Regions from separate parts of the Gossypium hirsutum genome. Here regions 2 and 3 are each linked to region 1. Evidence: chromatin contacts called from public Hi-C data. All regions are on one chromosome and are shown on one strand. Each heading gives the region's core, a stretch centred on a gene start, on an enhancer-like site or on the middle of the called end of the contact. The rest is flanking DNA. Distances are from core to core; before and after follow the strand shown. Region 1 has its middle 4.0 kb from the start of LOC107957125. Region 2 holds the start of LOC121229563. Region 3 holds the start of LOC107957118 (immediate early response 3-interacting protein 1).

Evidence for each region. A called contact is a pair of places that touch in the nucleus more often than the background predicts.
Region 2: a contact with region 1 is called in a Hi-C map of leaf, with 2.3 times the contacts expected there. The contact joins the promoter of LOC121229563 here to the enhancer-like site in region 1. A contact is called at or near these places in 15 of 34 Hi-C or Micro-C datasets (anther, callus, leaf and 1 more).
Region 3: a Hi-C map of leaf shows a contact between it and region 1, with 2.2 times the contacts expected there. The contact joins the promoter of LOC107957118 here to the enhancer-like site in region 1. A contact is called at or near these places in 6 of 34 Hi-C or Micro-C datasets (callus and leaf).

Annotation. Positions count from the first base shown.
Region 1 is chrA05:95,910,688-95,915,484 of Gossypium_hirsutum_v2.1, forward strand. No RefSeq gene overlaps it. Among protein-coding and RNA genes, the nearest start is that of LOC107957125, 4.0 kb to the right of the region's middle. Within about 2 kb of position 2,789, at least 7 of the 9 cell types and tissues checked have an H3K27ac peak or open chromatin away from gene starts, as enhancers often do. A contact at or near this core is called in leaf, where this site is marked.
Region 2 is chrA05:96,305,760-96,310,556 of Gossypium_hirsutum_v2.1, forward strand. LOC121229563 reads right to left here and starts at 2,923. Exons shown (of 3, transcript XM_041114169.1): 1 at 2,470-2,923; 2 at 1,758-2,095; 3 at 1,258-1,680. The coding sequence starts at 2,742. The coding sequence ends at 1,521. It overlaps LOC121229561 (protein YIPF1 homolog), which reads left to right. Exons shown (of 6, transcript XM_041114166.1): 6 at 1-157.
Region 3 is chrA05:95,539,304-95,544,100 of Gossypium_hirsutum_v2.1, forward strand. It overlaps LOC107957118 (immediate early response 3-interacting protein 1), which reads left to right and starts at 2,683. Exons shown (of 3, transcript XM_016892559.2): 1 at 2,683-2,836; 2 at 3,444-3,691; 3 at 4,399-4,729. The coding sequence starts at 3,447. The coding sequence ends at 3,680.

The sequences.
Region 1 (4,797 bases), core at 1,539-4,038:
AGTTTAATTAATAAAACTAATATCGTTTTAATACCAAAAATACCAAATCCTTCAACTATTATTCATTTCAGACCTATTATCCTATGTAATGTGCTTTATAAGTTGATAGCTAAGGTCATCGTAAATCGTCTTCGGAGTGTTATTGATAAATGCATAGATCCTGCATAGAGTGTGTTTGTACCAGGGAGATTGATTTTAGACAATGTGTTGCTGGCCTATGAAATCCTTCACACTTTAAAGCAGAAGAAGGGGAAAAAATTTATAGCGGTAAAACTAGACATAAATAAAGTGTAGGATAGAGTGGAATAGGTTTTTGTCGGAGAAATTATGAAACGAATAGGTTTTGATCCAGGTTGGGTTGACTCTTTAATGAAGTGCGTCTCTACAGTTTCTTATTCGGTGCTTTTCAATGGTCATGTAGGAGATAGCTTCTGTCCTACAAGTGGATTAAGACAAGGTGACCCTTTGAGTCAGTTTCTTTTCTTAATTTGTGGGAGAAGTCTTTCTATTCTTATGTGATTGGCTATGAGAAGAAACATACTTAGAGGGGTCAAGGTAAGTAAAAGTGGTTCGCAGGTCTCACACTTATTATTCGCAGATGACTGCATACTATTTAGGGAGGCTACAGAAAGAGGAGCTCAATCACTGAAGCAAATTTTGCCGGAATATGAGAATTGTTTTAGTCAATGCGTTAACTAAGGCAAATCTACAGTTTTCTTTAGTAGTAATACCTAGGAGGGGGACAAAACAACAATTTTCAGGATTCTTGGAGTACGAAGTTCGAATGTCCCAGAAAGATATCTTGGTCTTCCTAATAAGGTGGGCAGAAGAAAGAAGTTGGCATTTCAAAATTTGAGAGACAGAATTAAACAACGAATTGATTGCTGGAGTGTTAAACATCTATCTCAAGGCAGAAAAGTGGTATTTATAATGGCCATTCTACAAGCCATTCCAACCTATAGTATAGCATGTTTCTTACTCCTTAAATCTCTATGTGCTGAAATAGAAGGCATTTTTGCCAAATTCTGGTGGCAGAAAATTCGAGATAAAAGAGGCATTCATTGGTGTACTTGGAATGGTTTATGCTCTTTGAAAGATGATGGTGGATTAAGTTTTCAAAATCTGGATAAATTTAATATTGCGTTATTAGCCAAACAAGGGTAGCGTCTTATTAATTTTCATAATTCTTTGCTTAATCGTGTTTTAAAAGCAAAGTATTATCCAAATATAGATTTCTCCAATGCGCAATTAGGAAATTTACCTTCGCTTACCTAGAAGAGTGTCTGGGCAACAAAAGGTATTTGGATAAAGGACTATGTTGGAGGGTTGACACGAGGGAACGTATTTCCGTTTGGGGTGACTTATGGATATTGGGAGCTAAAATAGACAGATTACAGAATGGGACTAGTAATGAAAATATTAGACAGTATCAGATTTGATTGATCCAGCTAGCAGAACTTGGAATACAGATTTAATCATTAGTACTTTTAATGCAGACGTTGCAAAGAAAATATTGTAGATCCCTCTGGCAGAGACAACTTATGAAGACTTTCAAGTGTGTGCCGGGGGGAATCATCAGGCGAATTCTCAGTTAGAAGTGCCTATAAACTATTACAAGAGGCTAATTCGGGTCCTAGTAATAATTATTTACAAACTGAGACTAGAGATTTCTACAGGAAATTATGGAATTTACATCTCCCTCCGAAAATTAAAATTACAAACTGGAGAATTTCATGGAACTATATTCCTACTCTATCAAATCTCAAGAATAAAAAAGTGGTCGTAGCAGCTATCTGTCCCAAATGTCATAACCCTGAGGAAGATAGCAACCATATCTTCCGGCACTGTCCTACAGCAATAGATGTGTGGTCAAATTTAAATCTCGCCTGGGTATGTCATTATGATCTTAACAGTATATGGGAGTGGCTCACCTGGGTTTTTAGACGAGGAAATATTGAGCAATGTCGACTCTTCTGTTACGTACTATGGTCAATCTGGACATGCAGAAATCAGCTAGTTTACGAAAGAAAGAACTCTACAAGCAGAGATATCTCAAATCAAGTCATCAGCTACATTTCGGAGTTGCATGGAGTGGAACAGAAAAAATTTACCTTAAATGTTGATAAAGGTCATGAATACACGGCAAGAAGCACGACGGTAACTGTCTTATTTGATGCGGCTTTTGACAAGGGATCCTCCAGATCTGCTTCGGGTCTGGCTGTCCGTGATGAAAGGGGTGTGATCTTGGTATCCAAAACGGTTATCCACTCCGATATACCGACACCGCTAGCAGCGAAAACAGATGCCGGGTTACAAGCGATTCAGTTAGCCATTTCAATGGGTTTTAACAGTTTACAAATAGTGGGGGACTCTAAAACAGTGATAAAAAAATGCCAATCAAAAGATCCGGACAAATTGACTATAGGAGCGTTCATCAGAGACATTCAAAGCAAAAAGGTTTATTTTCAGAATATCGAGTTTCATTTTATCCCTAGATCAGAAAATGATTGTGCCTATTTCCTTGCCAAAGAAGCCTTGAAGAGAGGAATAGGATATTAACTGCAGGGGGAGGATCCGGACCATGCTCATCGTTGGAGGGAGAATCGAAGACTAAGGCAGCCAGGTTGAGAACCGAAGAGTCAAGATGAAAGAGATGAGAGAGGTTTTCAAAGAAATTGATAGCAGAAGAGTAAAGATATGTTTGGGAACTGTTATCATAAAAGCTGAAATGGTGACATGAAAAGACAAGAGAAAATGGCATCCAACTGTGGTGATTGACGGGGCATTTAATTAGGTTTCCTTTTTTTTATTATTTATTTGAATTTTGTTTTGTTTAGGGGGCCTTCCTGATCGGTTAGGCCTGATTCTTTAGTTTTTTCAAGTTTATTTGTTGTTTTTCTTTTGGGTTTCAGTCCATTAATATGGGTGACTGTTTTTTTATGTATTTCTGATTTAGTCTTTTATAAAAGCCCAGTTGATTCTTCAAAAAAAAAAATATTTTATAAGTTAGTATGTACATTATCGGTATATATTTTTTATTTTACAAATAATCTTAGAAAATTGTTGTGTTTTTTAATACTTATATTTTAATATTTTATTATACTCTATAAAATACTTGTTAACTTCTTGACTCTACTTGTAGTAGTGTATCAAATATTTTCTTATTTTATTATAATTTTAATTATAAAAACTATAAAATTAATATTATTGTGTCTTTTTAGCACCTTAGTCAAACTCCACTTGAACTAACGAAGGTAGGAAATTTTTATGGAAAGACTGAAATTAAGTTGTATATTTTTATAAGAGTTAAAATATAATTTTATTATTTTAATGATTTATATTTTATAATTTTTTAAAGGATTAAATTATAATTTTATTATTTTTAGAAGTTGAAAGTAAAATTTTATTATGTACAATTTTAAAAATTTAAAGGATTAAAAATAAAATTTCCTGTTTAGGAGGTGGTGTCGCCCCTAACTTAAACAAACCATTAATAGTTATGAATACTTGGCCAAAAGAATACTGCCAGAAAGATTCACAGTTAGGTTAAAATCTAATTAATCGGTTGAAGCCGGTTAATGAATTTTTAAAAATTTAATTATCGGTTAATTTGGTTCGAAATTCAGTAATTAATCGAATTAACCAATTAACTGAAATATATTTATTGTTTTCAAGACTTACGTAGTGTTTAGTTGTTGACTTTTAATAATTCTGTAATATTTTTAATATCTTATTTGTTGTCTTCACCTCATTTAAAGTTTTTTGAACTATTAAATAAAAGAAAATGAACATTAGTAATATAATTTTTTTATATTTTTATACTTATTTTAACTAAAAGACAAAAATATATAAAATTCGGTTAACCGACCAAATTAATTAAAATATTCGATTTGATTGTATTTAAAAAACTTTCAATTTAATTATTAATTAAAAGTAATTTAATAATAATAATTCGATTCGAATATTAACCTAACCCTTACTATAAACATGCAATAGGCTGATAATGACTTTTAACTCCTAAACACTCTCGTCTTGAACACCTGTCCTAGGATATAGAAAACATCTCCAACTGTTAGAAGGAGAAAAAAAAAGAACTTTTCTGGTCTACTACTTGAGTTACTCGACTCCTCAACAAGTTAACTCCAATGAATTTTGGCACCATCACCACGTAAATGGCCTTTAACCACCTATTGATGCAAAAGCCAAGGATGTAGCACAAGAAACCACAAAGTTAGAATTTAAAATTTAAAAGAAGAGAATCAAGTCGGAAAGAACAGTGAATTGGATCCTTGTATTTGATGAACGTGGATTTTAGGAATGCGAATTTGACTAAAACTCCAATTAAGATTAATTGAATCTAAAGATAAAGATAAAAATAAAGATTTAAAGTGAAATAAAAAGAGAAGAATGATAGATTAGTCTTATGGAATCATTGAATAATTTGTATTTAAAAATATCAATGACTAGACTTGGACTCTATGAAATCCCTAAAAAGAGGAGTTGAAAATAATCAAACTTGAAGTTTGAAGACTTTTAAATATAAACATTGGAAGAATCACTCAACTTTCAAAGAAAATTTATTTCATGTAATGTAAAAATCTAAATGAATTTTTTATTTTTTTATTTTAGGGGCTGAAACTCCTACCAGCCCTGGCTTCCCCACTGTCTCATAGCTCTGCTGTTATCAGTTATATTTTGCATGGTGTGAGAAGTGGTTAAGTCTTGGGACAGTTGAAAACGTGGTTTGGAGTTTGAAATATATTACTTGTGATTTTGTATGGGTTGTAGCAAGCAATG
Region 2 (4,797 bases), core at 1,673-4,172, 400 kb after region 1:
GCGTTTTTTTGGAGTGGGTTAATCGAATTGACTTGGTGCTGTTGGCCTACAACTTTTAATAGACCAACAAAATGAGAGAAACTAGAAGCAAATGTGAATGCAAATATGTTTAAACCCTGCAAGTTTTCCTTCTGTGTATATACAGGTTTTCATGGTCTTTTTGCCAGTCTGTAATTGTTACTTCACATCTAAAAGCAGACTTTTGTATTAAAAAATAGGTTCTCTTTAAACCCTAAACTATCTTTGGGTTTAAAGTTACTAGGTAAGTAGGATGTATATCTCATTTGCAAATGAGATACCCTTATTCAGCTTTCATCTTTTGATTCTAACTTCATATTGCAAAAATCAGAATTTGAACTTAAGATGGAGTATAAATATTAAAATTAAAATAAAGTAATTGAACTAGTTTTTTTACTAGAAACAAGCTTAACTGAACGTTTTTACCGGATAAACACCTCTAGCAAAGGTGTTTTAAATTCGGTTACTAAATATTAACCAATTTGACTATGGCCAAATAAATAAATATATATATAAATATATATATTTGACACATGATCAAGTTTTAAATTCGGTTACTAAATATTAACTTATTTTTTTTATTACAAAGAATTAAGCTTTATGTCCTACCAAATATCTTAATGCTGGTAATACGGAAAGTGAAGAAACGAGTCGTTGAACAGCTACTGCGACACGGAACTTTACCTTGAGCTTCAAAAACACATCAAAATTTTAAAAACTTATCCAACATTTTTAAACTTTATATTAATACTCAATTTTCTACCAAAAATGTTAAAATTTTTTGTTTGAGCTACCAGCTCTAAGTTAGAGGGAAATGGTGGATGTGTACTATCGTAAAGCTTTTGGAAAGGACCAGACCTCAAGCGTGTCGTCGTCAAGGTTCAGTTTTTTCTGTTCCTTCCCTCTTCAAGCATTGGTTCAATTTTTATGAGTTAAGATTGAAATAGGTTACTTTGGTTTCAAAGCCTTTTTTTTTCTTTTTTTTTATAAAAAAAATTAGATTTTCAATGGGTTTTATGATGATTTTAATGGAGGAGTTTTTGGTTACTAAGAAAGTTGTGAAACTTAAAAAAGAAGAAAATGAAAAAAAGAGAGGTTTTGATATAATCTCTACTTTGAACAAAAGAAAACATAGTTCTCTGAACTCTACTTTTGTTGACAAAATCCTTTTCCTGATGGGGTGAATATGTTTAAATCACATAAATGATAGCAATGACTTTGAGATGGCTAGAAATCAAATAAAAACAAGTCTATAGTTTATTTTTTTGATCTCCCCTCCCAACCCTCCAATACATATTTTCACTATTCACTCACAAATATAATTTAATGGATGGATTCTTCACCATGTGAATGACAATGAAGAATGTGTACCGGAAATGGACCGAATTCTAACCCAAAAAGACGACCTAATCTCTTTAAAAATAGATAAAAATACTCGTATCTTAGTTCATACAACAACTCGGAACGGTGCTAGTTTGACCTTACCATTTTTCATAAACTACTCATTCTTCAATGAACTTCTTGAGGTTCTTCAACCACAGAATATACTCCCGGCCATCCTTATTAATCATGTACTCGTGCAAGTAATTTGTGGTGCTCGGTTTGATTCCTCGGATCTCCAAATACTTGTGAAAAGCCTTCTGCAGGTTCTCATCCAAATCACTGCAAAACAAGAACATTAGTAATCGCATTCCATGCAAATCAATATTCCAATTTCACAATGTATTGAATAGGCTTACTAGAAATCTGGGCCTTCATAGGCGAGTTCATCCTCGGAGTTGGGATTTCGAACGGACAAACTATCTATGGTAATCTCATCAGGGTAAGCGGTACAGTTGAACTCTAAACTCGGACAGCCTTTTTTTGAGACATTAACAACCAATGGGACATTTGATTTACTAGGCTTTTCAGTGTCATCATCATCGTCATCATCCGCTTCGCCTTCACCAGTGACAAGATCAGGCATGTGAACATTAACTTTGATGAGTTCACCATCATACTCTCGTGTCAATGTTATGGTTTGAAGCCCAGGAGTGTCTTCGATTTTGAAAGGGAATTCACTTGGGGTTCCTTCAGCCTGTGAAGAAACAATTTTTTTTAAATGATTAAAAAACAATTCAAAATAAAGCATCGATTTCAGCTTGAAAACTTAACATCAATACTGGCTATTAAGCGATTGTTCTGTTTTTTTTCCCCACAAATTCTTTCAATAACCATATTGTAAACAACTAAAAGCAGCTTCTAATTATGTTTCTCGGGTCGGATATAAGTTCTACAATGAGTGTTACCATGTTCCAAGACAGCTCTTGAATTCAATCCCTACAAGTCTTCAGTTGACACGATTTGGATTGCAAAACACCCAAAATCCAAGTTCTATTTTTCCACTTACTTTCGTATAAACCCTAAATGATAAAAGAAAATGGGGAAAAGAAAAACTAATTAATTACTCACCTGATCATATTCATCACTCTCCTCGGCACACTGAATCTCAGACTCAATAACTCGGAGAAGAGACTCATCAGAAGCGGATTTTTGAGAATCAACAGCCGTTGAGAAATGCAGGGTGTTTGGGTAAAAACGGTTCACAGTAGGATGCTGAGACTGGAGGCCATGGTTCAAGGCCGTGAAGATGCAAGAGTGGTAGCTTCTCTGGACTCGGGTGAGTCGAATCGCGAGTGGAGCTAAGGAGTTAGCTGTTTTCCGGAGAATGGACGTGAAAGCCATGGGGGAGAAAGGTTGCTAGGGTTTTAGGAACGGTGGAGAGGGTTTTAGGTTGTTTTAAAGGCAGCATTCATGTTGAGGTACTGATGGGCAATATTCAAAAGCTTCCCCTGTTGGGCCTAATTTGGTCTGGGATTGGGCACTTGCCCATAAAATCTCTAAATCTAACTTTATTCACTCGGGTTTAGCGTATTCTACAATGTCTCAACTGGTTATATGATGTTAGCTTTAGACATGGGATCTTAACGAGTCGTTTATTTCATTTGATTACTTATGTTTATTCGAAAACATTGTTATTTTCAGCATCTAGATAGATTATTTATTCTATTGAAACTATTGTTAGATATTTTTCAAAGAAATATAGTTTTTATGGGTAAAAAAGCATGTGTCTGTTACGATTTTAATTAAATAAATTATTAAAAATTACAAACCTCATAAATTTAATTCAATTTCAACCAACCTTAATTTTATATTTATAATTTTTTAATATTTAAATTTATTTATTATTCATGTTATTGTGTATGTGTCAAAATCTAAATATAAAAATAAAAGGTTGCATAAAACTAAATGAGTTATATATATATATTTATTTAAAGGTTAGAATTTATGTTAACCGAAACAGCAAATCTTAATAAGAAAACCATACATTTTTAAATCAATGAAACCTCAATTGTTGGACATGAAGTAACTTTGATGTAATTTCTTTTTGGATAAATTGGATAGGTGATTATCCAACTTTTAGGTATGTTCTATTTTGATCACCCCACTTAAAAAACTTTCAATTTTGTCATCAATGTTTTTAAATTTTAAAATTTTTGTCACCCTGCTAAATACTTGATGTGGGTAGTTTTTTATTGGTCTAATAATAAATTTAATCCTCCAATATTTATACATTTTATCAATTTGATCCTAAATCTAGCCATTTAGCCCTCAATATTTACAAAATTTCACAAACTTCTGTAATTTGCACAACAATAATCCTGTATTCTCTCTACTAGCAAATCGGTGAATTGCTTCCCTCTCAGCTTCTCTCCTTTCTTTTTAATTGTTTTTTTTTTTCTGTTCTGTCTCTGCAATTTTGTGCTTTGCTTTGAAAGTTATTCAATTTTTGCACTGGAATGAAGAGAAGAAAACCCCAAAGGTAAAAATAAGAAAAAAATATGGAAAAGACCTATGCGCCCAAACGTTTTCCTTACCCAACCAGGCCTAGTTAATTATGGAGAAGCAAGAGTCTGAACTGTGTGTGTTTTTTTTTTAATGGGTTTCCCCTGTAATTTGGATAGTTGCTTCTTTTAGATATTGTTTTTCGCTACTTCGATTGATAGTTCCGTTGGTTAATTTAGTTCTTTTTGACTTATTTCTTGCTGGGTTTTTTTTCTCCGATTTCCTTATGCCTGTGAAACTATCTGCACAGGTGTTTCAATTTCCCTTGAAGGGTTTGATTGTTCCACTTTTGGCTTGTTTATAAAAATATACCATCATCTCACACTGAAGAAGCCAAATTGGAACAACTTGTCACTGATTTCTTATAAGAGTCTTTTAGAATTAAATCCAATTTTTTTTTTAAATATAATAACTTTTTTAGAATTAAAATTAAATGATAAATTTTATAAGGGTTGAAGGTTAAATTTATTAAAATTTTAAATTTAAAGTTAAATTAATAAAATGTACAAATATTAAAAATTTTAATTTATCATTAGGCTAATAAAAAATTTCGGTAAACTTTCCGTTAAGTATTTAAGCCCCGATCGCTAAAATTTTAAATTTTAAAAGCATTGGTGATGAAATTGAAAGTTCTTAAAATTAAGTGATCAAATTAAAACCTACCAAAAGTTTGCTGATCACCAGGCAGTTTACTCTTCTTTTTTTTCTACAAAAGGAGCAGAAACACAGCAAGACTAAAATCTAAGCTTCCCATGCCTAAGGGCGTCAGCATGCAGTGAAGGGAGAAGACTGCCAGGCGGATTAGGCAAACGGAGGAGCCCATCCGTGCCTTCATGCGCCAAGTTAGCGAGATGATCAGCATAATGGTTACCTTCCCGGAAAATATGCCGAACC
Region 3 (4,797 bases), core at 1,433-3,932, 370 kb before region 1:
TCCAGTTGAACGTATTTTCCCCAATGACTACCCCACAATGATCGAATTCCAACGGTTACCCCACAACAATTGAATTCCAACGACTACTCACCCCCAACGAGAAAAAAAAACCTATTTAAAAACCCTCAATTCTATTTTTTTTAATTCTCTCAATTTTTATTAAAATTGTCTTAAGGCTTTTTTTATTTAATTTTGTATTATGAAATTTAATTGTTTTTTAAAATTCTTAATGGCCAATTCTCTTATTTGTTTGGATGGCAAACACATTTCGGCATTCAAATTGCAAATGGTAAGAAAATATTTATATGCTTTTTAAATCTAATTTAATTTCATTATTAAGTTGTTATATTGAAATTTAAAATTTTGTATTTTTTTATAATTAGATGGAAGACCTAATTTTGGGGACATATTCGCAATCTATTATCCACTCCTCCAACGGCTTTAATTGAACCATATTTAAGAGATGCGAGACTCTTTCATATGGCTCGTATGCTTGGGGATGTAAATTGGACCCCATACCTCCATCATTCCTCATTGTACTCAAACACATAAGTGTTCCCCCGCAAGGCTGGATATTCGCTAGTCACGATTTGCAATAGAGTGTCATACTGGAGGAAAAACATGATATCATGTGTCTTCTTTTCATCATTATACATAGCAACCCTCTAGTACCTCCTTACACCATTCTAGATACAAATCTTGTGTATCAAGGAATGAGTATTTATACCCATGCACATGCATGAATTTTGTTTCTGATTTATTGCCTATAACCATGCATGCATCGACTCTTTAAACACGTCTCTTTTGATGCAAGTCATGATCAAGGGTCAAAGCCACTTACCTAGATATATAGTAGCTAAACTTAAATGAAATAATGTAAATAACAGACTCAAGGTATAAAGGAACTCACCAGAAATATTCACTTAGAACTTTCCTACTCAATGGGTTCTTTCCTTTTAGCACCAGGACTTTCTCCCCTATCTTTGGCTAAAATAATCAAATGACTTCTTTTAAATATAAGAATAACTAAAACTTAATGAAATAACATGAATCAATGAACGTACAAATAATTTAGGGATGGAACTTTCCTTCCTATGTAGTATTCAAATGAAAGCCCTGCTGAATAGCTCTTACAACAACTCCTTTCTATCTAGTAAACTTAAAGAAGAATTTAAGAACTTACCAACAGACAGCTTAAGGAAAGAAGCTTCTATAAGCTTGACACAGAAGCATTGTGAGTGTGATAAAAGCATAGAAAGGGATAAAAGCAAAGAGAGTGTTAAGTATTTATAGTGAAATAAAAATATGAGGAATTGAGAAAAATCTCACTCATATTGGCACAAAAACTCATAAGTGCAACAAATACATAGACAACAAATCACCATCCATAAGCAACATACCCGGAACATCATCCATGATACAATTAACATCTTATAAGCAAATATTACTTTGTTATTTCTTGACATATTAGCCTTGTACAATGTGATCTTTTCTTTTGAACGAGTTACCTTTAATTGCATTCTTTGCATTTCTTTTATATTGAGTTCATTGTTCTTAAATCCTAATCTCCCATTCTCTGTCAACAACATCTTATTTTGCAAAATTATTTTATCAATTATGCATCCCTGTTCTTCTCCCATTGAATTCATATTGTTACCGTTCAATTTAACCCATTGGAAAAAATCACAACCCTCAGTTTTCCTTTCTCACATAGAACAAAAAAAAAATAGAGCATATATGTGTAACTAAGGTAAAATTTACATATTTCCAACTTGAAACAAAATAATTCAAATTTATTTCCAAAACATGTTAAAACACTAAACCCTAAATTACACAAAATATTCAACCAAAATCACAAAGCCTTTTGTTTTTTTGCACACACAACAATGGTAGTACACAACCAATGCACAAACCCTAATTTCCTTCAACCCAACAATTAAAATTCAAACTTTTACATTTTTGAACTTCGCACACCTAAATAATTTTCTCCCTTTGTTCCGTGGAGTATTCACGTTGCAAACAGGAGCTCTTAACCCACAATGATAGTACACAACCTCATTTGACCACTTGATTTTTTTGTTGGTTGGTGAAGCCATTTTTCCTTATTTTCTTCTTCGACTCTAGTTATGGGAATTGGGCGTGTTATCAGGATAAACCCTAAAAGAATATTAACAAAAATATTAGAAAATGATGAATAGGTAGAAAAAAATAAAAAGATTAGAATGTTAAATAATCGGGTGAAATGATTTAAGGTAATTTTTATTATAATTAATGGAAAAAAGTATTCAATTTTTATTTTCCAAGCAAAAAAAAAGAAGACCCAATCACTGCCAAATAGGACTCCACTTGACGCCTAACGATTAACCAGTTGCCACATTATAAAAAAACGAACGAATTACATTTGAGTTCTAATTTAGTTGACAAAAAAAAAGTTTGAGTACTAACCTAGGAAAAAAAATCTTAAGTATCAATTTGGGAGAAGTGGACAAGTACCGATTTTTTATTTAAGCCTTTTTGTATTAATGAATTACTTATATAATTTATTATTTTCAATTTTCTTTAATATTATTTTAGTGCCATTAAATACAGGTTAATATATCGGTACATAAAAAAGAAACCATACATTTGGGCTTTGGGTAGTAGGGGGAAATTACATTTGGGTGTTTGGTCTTAAAAGTACTACCCTTTTGTGCCTTGATGGATCCGAACCGACCCATTTCAAACCGGATTTATTTACGGGTCCTTTTCCATTTCTAAATGTCGAATCTATTTACAGTTGCAAGGAAGGAACCTACTCTCTCAATCTGCAGCACCCATATCTTCACTTCTTTTGCATGTAACCTTTAATTCTTTATTTATTTTCTCAATGTTCCCTTTAATCTCTTTCATTCTGATGCTTTGTATTGTTCAATGTTTAAACATGGTCTTTTTATTTAGAAATCATGATCTGCTTTTTGTTTCCCTTCAAATTCCATAGATTTTAAGTTGTTTATTATGTTTTTGTTTTCTATATATAGATAAGAACCCATGGATCTAGTCCCTCTAAATCCAACAAAGTATTTATTTTTCGAATGGGTTTTAATTTTTAGTCAACATCGGAATCCCTTTGATCTGCTTTTCTGAGTTTACCCTCTTTTCCATAGCTTGCTTATGGAATATGGGGTTTTACTAAATCACCTTATTGGTGTTCTAGAAATCAAAATGAACTCAATTATCGTTGATGTTATGTTTGCATTTAGAAGTTTATTCTAGCTGAAACTGAAGATGCTGTAATGGGTTTTTTAGTTACTTATGCCTGCTGCGTGTTTAAGAATCTTTATGTTATTTCTGTTTTGTTTTCCGGATTCATAATTGATGGATTTTTCTTTATCTTCATGGCTACGCTTTTGTGTGAAATGTTTTAGAAGTTGGTTGAAGATTAATAGAAACCCTTTAATATGCAGAAAATGGGCTTGTGGACGTTATTAGAAGGATTTTTGCTTCTTGCAAATGCTTTGGCAATATTAAATGAGGATCGTTTTCTTGCTCCCAGAGGATGGAGTTTCTCGGATTTCTCTGCAGGGCGTACAAAGTCATTTAAAGGGCAACTTATTGGTCTCATTTACGCCACTCAATACATGAGAGTTCCTCTCATACTACTTAATGCAATCTGCATTTTTGTTAAGCTAGTTTCTGGTTGATGCTGCGCTAGGTAAGATGTTTATGTCTATGGCTGATGATTGGTTGAATTTGTATTAGGTTCTCAAACAGATGCCCCTTGTTTTTTTTTTTTGCATTCAAGAACTTGTTTATTAGTTGTGATGACCATTTTAGTCGGTTTTGTTTTCTGATTTCTACAAATTACATGGATTTAAAATGGTGTGATGAATAGGTGTCTGAAACTTAAGCTGAATGATTATTAGTTATTTCTAAACCTATTAATTGGTTGAATATATTGTGAAAAGGGAAACTCTTAGTCTTAGATTAATTTTTCTGATTACCATTGTTGAATTACACACCCGAAACTTATGAAGTTTGAATAAGATCTTTTTAAGACTGCAAGTTCTATAATGTATTACTTGACCAAAACGTTGACTAGGCCAGAGCAGGAATGGCGGAAGCTGCCTTTCAAACCTTTTTCCAGGTCTGATAAATTTCTGTTAATTTTACCAGGACATGTAAATTAAGTAAATAAATTGATTGTTTGAATTGGCTATCCATCACAGAGAAAAGAGGATAACTACATTTGTATCTTCATGCTTTTCTGTTGCTTCCTATTTGGTTATTTGAGAATTATTGTTCTCTTCCCTTTTCAATCTTAAGCATGCCACAGATTTCACCTTTGTGATTCCTGATATTCTTAAGCATGCGCGTCTCCTGATATTCTTAGAATGTGATTCCTTATCTGTTAATTATTAGCAGAACGCATGAAGTCGAATATGGAGCATAGGAATTTGCCGAAGGTTGTGTAAGACGGAAGCAGTCAGTTCAAAAATTAGGTGATGTATCTGTTTTACACTTAAGTTTGTATCCCACCTCCTTTTAAAATTGAATTTGAGGTTTCATGATGGGATTTTATCGAACCTGGAAATGTGATAACTTGATAGCTCTAGCATTTGTATAATTTGGAGACTTTACGCTGTCATTTTGAAATATACAGTTTATTGTGCCTGGAATTTCTATTAATTGCTGCTGTATGAACATGATATTTGAAAATGGAGTTCAAGTTTGGGGGTGGGGTGGTTTGATTTCTGGTGAATTTTTTCCATTTTGGGATTGGATTCTGATGCTAGAACCAAAGTTAAGTTTGAGTTTAAG